Linked DNA regions of Mus musculus: regions 2 and 3 are each linked to region 1. A link is a contact called in public Hi-C data. All regions are on one chromosome and are shown on one strand. Each heading gives the region's core, a stretch centred on a gene start, on an enhancer-like site or on the middle of the called end of the contact. The rest is flanking DNA. Distances are from core to core; before and after follow the strand shown. Region 1 has its middle 48 kb from the start of A230001M10Rik. Region 2 has its middle 20 kb from the start of Gm46818. Region 3 has its middle 24 kb from the start of Ngf.

Region 1 (3,348 bases), core at 266-2,765:
TAAAACAAATACTTCAGCCCTGTATATATGTCACAGTTTCTAGAATAATGGTTGAAATTGGAAAGTCTCATAAAATGTAGACTTAGCCAAAATAACCCTTCACTCTTCTATTTTTTTGTGTTCATGTATATGTATATATGTATGCATATATGTGTACATATGTGTATATATGTGTATGTATATGTATACATATATGCATGCATATACATCTCTATATAAAAATTTTAAAATTATTGTTTGCAATAAGTGCACTGCCTGAATGTGTGTATGTGTACCATAGGTATATACTGCACTTATTGATGTCAGAAGAGGGTATTGGATACCATGGAGTTACACACAGCTGTGAGCTGCCATGTAGGAGCTGAGAAACAGAGCCCCAGGTCATCTGTAAAAATAACTAACTCTATCAACCACAGAGCCAACTCTCCAACTCTGTTCTTCCATCTAAGTTTAGTCAGAGAGTAAGGATTCCCACTAGGAAAAATAGGCTCCTGGGATAGAGATATGACCTGAGAGTGACCCATCTCATTGCACTCTCGCTGACCGAAGTGGAAATCCCCAGGCCCTACTGTCCACAGCACTAGAGGTCCCTGTCCCAGCCCAAGGACAATGTAACCATGGCAATCCTTGGTGCCATCTAAAAGAAGTCAATCGCAGGGAGTGTAAGAAGAGGGTTAGGGCTGTTTGAGAATGGATGTTATCTGACTTCCCACAGATTTACATTCAGTTCAAAGCCCTGAGGACCCCTGTGTGAAAAACAGTGCATTAGGGAAAGAGGATGAGAAGAAACGAGGATTGGGTGGGAAAGGACATGGGCCAGGGAAGAGAGAGCAGAGGCAAGAGGAGCCGTGGAGACTGGGAAGTCCAAAAGAGGCAAAGGCTTTCTGTGGGGTTAACGTTCCTTGCGGGACCTTGGTCGGCTCCAAGCGTGCTCCGCCCCTAGGTGGTGCTGTGTAGTCAGCAAGAGCAGGAAACAACCATTGTTGGAAGCAAGATATTTCTCTTTGATACGAGGGCTGGCTGGACTCTGCTCTCCCATACTACTCTAGATGAACCCAGGAGTTGGTCCCTGTCTGCCTCCATTCTCCTTACTCTTATCCCATCCTCTAGGAACTTTCTGGATACTGCGTCCTGGATGCTCTCAAGAAATCCATTAAATGGGCAGTGTTACCTTTTATTATCTTTTATCCGTAGATGAAAATAACGTGCCCGAAACTCGGAGTGAGAAGCTCAAAGTTTCTCTGCCCGGAGAAGGTTTAAATTCAGATCTGGGGACAATTTACGAGCCTACGGGGTTAGCTCATGCTGGACTCCCGAAGGCCACCTCTGGGACTCTGAACCTCGCTGGTGTATCTTTCCTGCGGGCTTACATGGGGCCAGCCTGGCGGCCACCTGGCTCTCTATCAATCAAGCAGCCTTGATGGAGCGGGGACCACATTGTGTACAGAGCCCTGCCCCAGCCCTTGGCAGAGGGAGTCACAGGTGGCTTGTCAGGAGGGAGGTGGATTACTGTGAGTCATTCCTTCCCCAAGGAACCTATGGCAGATTCCTTGCTCATTGGTCACTAGGGTGACACAGCTGAGTGTGAGTAACCAGAGAGGGGGAGGGGCAAAAGGGAAGAAGAGCGGGAACTCTCTAAATCATCGCAGCTGTGAGGCATCCTAAAACAAGGAAGGTTTCTTTTCCAGTTCAATTTAAACCTGTCAAGACCTGTGGACGTTACAGGCCAATGACCCAAGAAGTAAATGGAATTTTTATATAATTATTAATTGGCACCGAAATTGTACAAATTCCGAATTAAAAAATATATATTAGTCAATGTTATTAGGGTGTAACAGTAATCTTTAAAAAGAAAACATAGCTGTAGAGAGCATTGACGAATGTATTCCACATTGGGGGTGGTGAAAAGCAGAAAGGAAGAGGAAACAGAAGCAGAGGAAAAGAAGGGAGAGAAAAGAGAAAGGAAAAAATCTGCCCTGGGGGTCCCACTGGGCTATGTGTCTGGCCCTGGGACCTCTGGCCTCTGCTTTGTCTATTTCTCCTCTACATGGCTACAGGTTTTCTCTCTCTGCATTCATATTTTGCCAGGTGCTTAACATAGAGGCAGACACACAAGACTTCTAAAAGGCACTTGCCTATCAACACTGCTATCAAACTTGCAGGGAAAGAAAACAGGATTCAAAGGTGTATTATTTTTCCCCATGCTTACTGGCAGCAAGCATAGTGATTTTTCACTGTGCTTTAAAAAAAAAAAAAGATTGATTGGTTAATTATCAATTCAGGTTATAACCTGCACCAAGCACTTCTTTAGACAGTTACTAAGTGGCTGAGTGAGTTTTCTGGAGTTGAGTAGATATGGGATAGAGGCAAGCCAACTGCAAGTTTGATAGCAGTGTTGATAGGCAAGTGCCTTTTAGAAGTCTTGTGTGTCTGCCTCTATGTTAAGCACCTGGCAAGTTGCAGAAGTAATAAAGAAAGAATTAAGGAGAAAAACGAGATCGAGATGATATATAATTATGCTTCCTTACCTTTAAGCTCTTCAAGGCTCATCAAACAAAGGGCACGCTCATCTTGCACGAGGAAAAGAGGGCCGCTTCTGATACATCTGGTGAATTCATCTGTTGTCAGAGAAGGTGCAGCCAAGGGTCCAGAGGAATGACCTTCTCTAGGCTCTTTCTGCAAACTGTCTGCGTTTTATCAATGGTCTTGACTTCATAAAACAAAACAGCATGAGAGGCAGTTATCCAAGCGCGTGAGCTTCCAACTGTCAGGATACAGACAGGCAAGAGTCCTGGAGGCAAGCAGCCTGTGACCTCAGACATAGGAGGCCCTCAGATTCATTTGCTTCGGGTGTTGAAATCAAGCAAGAAAGCAGTTACTGTTGAGTGTTAGTGCTATTCCAACCTCAATGAGATTTTATCTATGGGGAGAAAGATTAGGGGAGACCAAATTTATTGTCATTCAGAGGAAGTATTTATAAACTTGGCAGAGTCTCATGCGAGAGAGTAGAACAAAGGCTGCCAAACAGATTCATAAATCGAAACGAATGACCTGAAAGTATTTTCCGCTGCATACACGTGGTTCTATATGCACTGTGCCGCTCCAGCTCAGCACTGGATTGCCCTGTGTGGTGCTGATGTTGCTATCTCCGTTGTAGGCATGGGGTAGGGTGGGGAAGCTTGAAATCGTACCAGCTAAAATCAGGACAGAGCAGAAAGGATGCTGTGAGGACAAGGCTGCTGTCAGTGTAGACTGTTCCTGAGCTGTTGCAGAGAAAATAACAAGGGTAACGCTGGGGGAAAAACTGCAAGTGGGCTAGATCTGACTGGGGAGAACATAAAAGAAAGA
Region 2 (3,348 bases), core at 577-3,076, 220 kb after region 1:
AGAGTCATCCAAACACTCCAAGGCTCTTAGAATGCAGTGGAATGGTTTTCCACGAGGCAAGGTAGTTCGTCAGCTGCCATTGTTGTAACTATATGGTCGGTTCCCACTGACTTGTAATAGTGAGTGTTACTAATAGTGCCTATTAGCACTTGCCGAGAGCCTGCTTACTGTGTGCCTGGCACGGGACTCGACACCTTGTATGGATTAGCTGTGAGCTAACCTCCAGGCTCTGAAGCTAATATAGCCATCTGATGAAGCCAGGAAGGCTTGCATGCAGCCTTCTCTGGAATGTTTACTCCTCAAGGTTGGCGCATTTATCAACCACTGGCTCTGAGAGTTTCCACGTGTCAAGCACGTGGAGTGTGTTTTGCTGAGTTTCATTTGGATTTGTACTAAAGAGCTCTGACCTCCCTAGAGTTCTTCTGGTCTTGCATAGGAGGCTCATAGTGGGGTCCCGAGGCTAAAGTTGGCCAGACTTAACTAACCACAGCAGCAGCCTGAGGAGACTCCTTCAACCCAGGCTGCTTCCTAGTGTCAGTGGTGGATTCCATCTTCTCTTCCATACCTGGAGCCAATCTTGCAGGCAGCAGGCAAGCGTGTGTTTCAGCAGTGTCTCAGGGCAGGTAAGGCAAAGCTTAGTTCTTGTCTTTACCCTCACAGCCACTAGTCCCACCCTGTCACCTCTCCCCTACATATTCCCTAGGTGAGCAATAAGTGAAATAATACTCTGAGTGACATTTCCTAAGTGCACAGCATGGGAGACATCTGATTGGCTTTCAGAGGGAGATGTTATGAGGATTGTGATGGGACCGTCAGAGCCCAAGCCTGGCTTCACTGCTAGCCAATCAAGATTGAATGGTGCTGAGAGGGTCCTTGTCTCTCTGAATGTCACTTCTCTTACATGGAAACTGTTGTCTTGCAAACCATGTAATCCAGCATCAATTACTATATATAAAACGGGTAAATACACAGCCACAAATGCATAATCTACATGTAAATAAAATATGTAAAGACAGATCATAAACAGAGACTGTATGTATAAGTATGGGAGTGTGCATGTGTGTGTAAATAGCTCTTGAGAGCTAAGAAGCAACCAGAAGTACACATTCTACCTCCCCATGCTTCTGTAAACTGACTTAAAAACACAGAGTAGCACACGGATCAGCCAAATCGTCATTTCAAATTACAAGCACCAGTCCTAAGAGGCAATGATGTGGAAGGGGTAAGTCTGGGAGAATTCCTCAAGGAAAATTTCTGGAACCGTGTTTGGAAAACAAAGTTGAGGGAAATAATCTCCTGGGTTAGGGCTTAGTTCCGAATGAAAAAGGAAGCAACACCCAACAGAGAGAAGGGAAAACTGTCTGTTCTCGTGCCTCCTTCTGAGTAACATCAAACAGCGGAACCATCTCCTCGTGGAAAAACACAAACTTCGGAAAAACTTCGGAAATAACCCGCAAGCCTGTGGCTGAACGCAACAATGGACATCCCTGTATGGTTTCCATAGAATCTTATCTGTGGCCAGAGCAAATACCAAAGAGATGGACAAGTTTCCTAGAGACTGGGCGTCCTATGGTGGTGTCAGCTGGCTCTCTGTCCTCAGAACGAGAAAGGAAAACAAAGGCTCTCAGAAGAGGTGCCACACACCTCCAGGATAGACTTGTGTTGGGGGTTTACTCTGCGCCTGGGCACATTTGGTGCCACAGCAGAGCGTGGTCTCCAGCCTGGCAGCCTCTCCCCTTTCTCTTCACCCTGCCCCCCCTACCACCACCACCATTCCTTTCACTTTGACATAATGAAAGTGCAGCTTGCACACTGCCTCGAGATTGCATATGAGAATTGGAAACATGTGTCCGAGCTGGCACCCCTTCAAAGGGCTTTGGAACTCTGACTTGGGCTGTCCTCTGATTGCAATAGCAATTCCCCGAGCTAGCTCTCCAGCTTCACATTCCTGCAGCTGCACCTTAGCATTAACTCTTGCCAGTTGGAGGCTGCTGTGTGTGGAGCCTGCTCCCAAAGCCTCGAGGTAGCTGCCCACCCTGTCTGTACAAAGTTCAGCTCTGAATTTGGCATCTGGGCACTGACTTTTCAGACGGACATTATGGGAGCTAGCAGGTTCATTAGCCTTTCTTTGCAGAAACTGTACACTAGCGGTTCAATTGTCACGAGTGCTTTTGGGGCACTGGCCGAATTCTCAAGGGATACGGTGCTGGATCTGCTCTGACCCAGAAGGGTGTCTTGCTTTGCTTTGCCCTGTGCTGGAGATTCCCGAGGGAGATGCAGAATCAGAGATGATTGTCTAGCACAATAAACTCAAAATATATGACTAGCGGGGTCCTGGAGGACCCTATCCAGTTCAACAAAGAATGAATACCTGTCGGTGAGCTATGAGGTGCCATGACAGGTCTGGGGTAGAGAGAAGAGAAAGATGGGTCCCAGTCTCATAGAAAGCTGACTGGAGGATTCAAGACCTTTTTACAGTCAGGATATACTTACAGACCACATAGCCACAGGCCCACGGCACATGAAGACAGCCTCAGGCATCCCTGGTGTTCTGGTGTTGGCAGTAATCGACCCAGCCTCCCCCCCCCTCCCCCATGTCTTTCCTTGCTTGCTACTCACTTGCTCTCATTCTCAACATTATTGTGGACTAATTCCTCTAGCAAGCCTGACTAGGCCCTTGACCTTGCCTCTGGCTCTCTGAGATATACTATTCCAGATTTTATGCTCACCAGAAGCACCCAGAGGTCTAATATGGTAATTGGGGGCTGGGAGCTGAGCTTCTACATTCCAAACACCCCCAGGGATGCCAGTGCTGTTGCTCTATGGTCCATACTCTGAACAGCCAGGACTGGGACCATGCCTGGTCTCTCAGTGTGCTGGTCCTCAGCTCTCAGCTAAGAACTTTGATGAGGCTCATTTTCCTTGATTCTTAGAGTCTAAGTTAGAGTTAAGTAGCAGTCCTGGGGAATCTAATCTTAAATCTCCTGGCCCTGGTCCTCAGAGGTCAGCTCTTGTCCTGGAAATGGAGAAGTCGGAAGGGAGCCCATCTGACCAATTGCATACCAGGAAGAATATGGTAGTGAGAGTGATAAACAAGTTCCCCCAAAGTGGGAACTCCAACAAGGAGAACTGGAGATAGAGCAGGTTGTAGGGAACAGTATGGGACAGGTGAAAGAGAAACAGAACCGACCACATAGCACTAAGAATGATCCTACTTGGAGGGAAAAAAAAGACTTGGTCACAAAGAGATCATCACCATGGAGACAAAGAGCAGGCTCTCCATCTTTACATAATTCTGAACAGGTTTCTCTCTTCAGTTCATCTTCTTGATAACGGGGGATGAAAAGT
Region 3 (3,348 bases), core at 561-3,060, 140 kb after region 1:
ACAAAAGAACTCACACAATATGTACTCACTGATAAGTGGATATTAGCCCAGACACTTAGAATATCCAAGATATAAGATACAATTTGCTGAACACATGAAACTCAAGAAGAACGAAGACCAAAGTGTGGACACTTTGCCCCTTCTTAGAATTGGGAACAAAACACCTATGGAAGGAGTTACAGAGACACAGTTTGGAGCTGAGACGAAAGGATGGACCATCTAGAGACTGCCATATCCGGGGATCCATCCCATAATCAGCTTCCAAATGCTACACCATTGCACACACTAGCAAGATTTTGCTGAAAGGATCCAAATATAGCTGTCTCTTGTGAGACTATACCAGGGCCTAGCAAACACAGAAGTGGATGCTCAGTCAGCTATTGGATGGATCACAGGGCCTCCAATGGAGGAGCTAGAGAAAGTAACCAAGGAGCTATAGGGATCTGCAACCCTATAGGTGGAACAACAATATGAATTACCCAGTACCCCCCCAGAGCTCGTGTCTCTAGCTGCATATGCATCAGAAGATGGCCTAGTAGGCCATCAGTGGAAAGAGGGGTCCATTGGTCGTGCAAACTTTATCTTCCTCAGTAGAGGAGAATGTCAGGGCTTAGAAGTGGGAGTGGGTGGGTGGGAGAGTGGGTGGAAGAGCATATGGGGGACTTTTGGGATAGCATTGGAAATGTAAATTAAATAAATACCTAATTTTAAAAAGAAGGTAAAAAATTAGCCAGCAAGATATTTGTTTATTTTGTTTTGTTTTTGTTTTTTGTTTGTTTTGTAATTGTTTTTGTTTTTGCAGCAACACCTTTTCCTCCTGACTGAACTGCGGGCAAGCCATTTCCCACCCTGGCCTGCCCTTCAGAGAGAAAACCAGCCGAATACGGTGGGGTGAATCCGCAGTCCCAGTTATTGAAAGTCTGAGGCAGGAGGATCATGATTTCATGGCCAACTTGGGCTCTAAAGTGAGTCTGAAGCTGAAGTCTGGATTATCTAGTAAGATCCTGTCTCAAAAGTAAAATTTTAAGTGTGATTTCTTCGTTCTTTTGAAGGGAAGAGAAGAAACCCAAGTTGGCACGTAGCCTACAGAGCTGGTCTCAGTGGACGCATCTCAGTTCTATCTTCTAGCCTAGACGGATGAGCAGACATGACTCAAAATATCTTTAAAGCATTGTTTGAAATCTTGTTAATATAATTCTTCTCACATCATGCATACAAAATAAATTTCTTTGCACACATGGGGTAGATGTCACTCTTAGGTCCAGGAAGCTCAGAAGTGCCAATGGACTCCCACCTGGCAGAGGCATCTCTGCAGACATAGTCTTGGGCTCTGTTTCTGCCATGTTCATAGGCCAAGTCTGTCTGAAGAAGCCAGAGTTTCCTATGTAGACTTTCCCCCCTCCTTTAAATAAGTATTTTTCCAAGCGTGGAATTCAGAGGAGAGGTCACTTTTCTGCCTGGGAATCTATCTGCTTTCTTTTTATGGTCATTTCTATATTGAGAAGGTCCCAGGTCCAGTCAGTCATGAAGGATCCTGGTAACGTTTCCCCGAGCAATTACCCCCATAGTCACTTGCTAGTTATCACCTCGACTGTCCTTCAGAGACTACATTCTTCCAGCTCTCTTCAACCACTGGTAATTCTTCAACCCCTGATAATTCTGCTGGAGTGGGAAAAAATATCAAATGATAAACTATTTGTTTCTTCTTCGTATTCTTATCTATGCAACTCTGGTCCAAGGCTGGACTGATCTGTTTTTCATCCATCTATCTGGAGAGGTTACAGCAGGATGGACAGAAGTTTGGACATAACGGTCTGGGAAAACTTCTCTCGTAAACCTGACTTGACACATCTGTCCTGCTGGCAGCTGGAGGCCACCAGGGTTCCAGCTGGCTCCTTGCCTTCTAAGAGACTCAGTCAGACAAAGAGCTCCCTAAAGCCCTTCACTCAGACTGAAGAAGGCATTGTGCCCAAGACAGCCACAGGAAAGCTGGCATACAGTAAGCCCAAATGCAATATTTCAGGTGCACAAGGAAGACCCATGCATCCAACATTGAGGACAACATTGGAGATTACCCCAGCCTTAGCTCTTCTGAACAACATTCTCTTACAACCACAAGCCACAGAGCCTTCACTTTCATCTTGGTCTGGTTCTGCTAGCTGAGCTGATACAACATAAATCTAAGTTGCCAATGTCCAGATTCCAGAGTAAGTACGTTCTTTTTTTTTTTTTTCTTTTTTCATGGAAGATTGAGCCTAGAACACCCTGTACTTCACTGTGGAGCTGAAGCACTCTATCATTACGAACTTTAAAAGGAACTCCACCATTGTCTAGAATGATTCTCTTGTCCTGTTCTCACCCCCTGTATTTGTGGTTCAGGCTGATGGCCACGTGGAAGAGGTTCAAGCCACCACTGGGTAAGATTTCAGGCTTCTTCAAGGGTCTTTGTCATGTGTGTGATGCTGCAGTACTGAAGGAGTTTCCAGGATTGACAGGTGCAGCGCATTCTCTTGATGTATTTGGGTCCTCAGTGGGGTGGTATAATAGCTATTGCATGGATGTTACTTCAGCTCCTTGGTCCTGCAGCTAGCAGCACATACCACCCACTGGTGGAGGAACAAAACATCCCCAGAAAGAGCTGAGAGTCTTAACTTGCCTTTCTCTATACTTTTTCTGGAAGGTTCCAGAAGATGCTAGAAGGAGGGAGGGCTGCAGGCCTCTGACTGCCGTAGGACTGGCCTCCACTTGATGAGGGTAATAATCCATGGAACTCAGTGATATTTATTTCTATTTATTCTTTATATTTTAATGGAATTCTGTGGTCCAGACTTGGTTTCAGGCTCCATGCTCCCAGAGTCAGCTAAAGTACAAGGGGGAAAAGAAAGTAGTGGGGGAAATTAGATTCTTGATTTGTGTCCAGATGGTCCTAGCCGAAAATAGACTCAGAGATTCTCACTGCAGACTTGCCTCTGGTATGACACTCCCCTCCCCCTTCATCTGAGGTCTTCTTGGTAAGAGAGGGAATGGGAAAAGCACTGGGAACATTCTTTTCTCTTTTTCCCAGCCGTGTATTAAAAGGCCCGTGCAGGTTCCAGTCCAGGGCTTCTGTGGAACACCAAGAGCTGCAGTGTCCACAATGGCCTAGGGTGATGTGATTTTAACCAACTTGGCCTGAAGGCCATCCCAGGCGTGTGTGGCAGCAGGGGAGCACAGCAGTAGCTGGCCCTGCAGTGAGGGTTCATTCAGGCCTGCCACCAGCACAGTGGCCCACTCACATTCCCCTGGGCATCCTATTCCAGAAGCTTAAAAGCAAGGAGACAAGATCTGTCCCAGCCAGCACTTTCCAGG

What was found. A called contact is a pair of places that touch in the nucleus more often than the background predicts.
Region 2: a contact with region 1 is called in a Hi-C map of uterus, with 2.9 times the contacts expected there. The contact joins two enhancer-like sites. A contact is called at or near these places in 2 of 484 Hi-C or Micro-C datasets (nephron progenitors and uterus) and 2 of 115 datasets of contacts at active chromatin or transcription factors (cardiomyocytes and embryonic stem cells).
Region 3: a contact with region 1 is called in a Hi-C map of uterus, with 4 times the contacts expected there. The contact joins two enhancer-like sites. A contact is called at or near these places in 4 of 39 promoter capture datasets (cranial neural crest, frontonasal cranial neural crest, hippocampal neurons and 1 more), 6 of 484 Hi-C or Micro-C datasets (epidermal suprabasal cells, nephron progenitors and uterus) and 1 of 115 datasets of contacts at active chromatin or transcription factors (embryonic stem cells).

Annotation. Positions count from the first base shown.
Region 1 is chr3:102,308,981-102,312,328 of GRCm38.p6, forward strand. No RefSeq gene overlaps it. Among named protein-coding and RNA genes, the nearest start is that of A230001M10Rik, 48 kb to the left of the region's middle. Within about 2 kb of position 1,516, at least 56 of the 459 cell types and tissues checked have an H3K27ac peak or open chromatin away from gene starts, as enhancers often do. A contact at or near this core is called in uterus, where this site is marked.
Region 2 is chr3:102,524,820-102,528,167 of GRCm38.p6, forward strand. No RefSeq gene overlaps it. Among named protein-coding and RNA genes, the nearest start is that of Gm46818, 20 kb to the left of the region's middle. Within about 2 kb of position 1,827, at least 48 of the 459 cell types and tissues checked have an H3K27ac peak or open chromatin away from gene starts, as enhancers often do. A contact at or near this core is called in uterus, where this site is marked.
Region 3 is chr3:102,443,896-102,447,243 of GRCm38.p6, forward strand. No RefSeq gene overlaps it. Among named protein-coding and RNA genes, the nearest start is that of Ngf, 24 kb to the right of the region's middle. Within about 2 kb of position 1,811, at least 8 of the 459 cell types and tissues checked have an H3K27ac peak or open chromatin away from gene starts, as enhancers often do. A contact at or near this core is called in uterus, where this site is marked.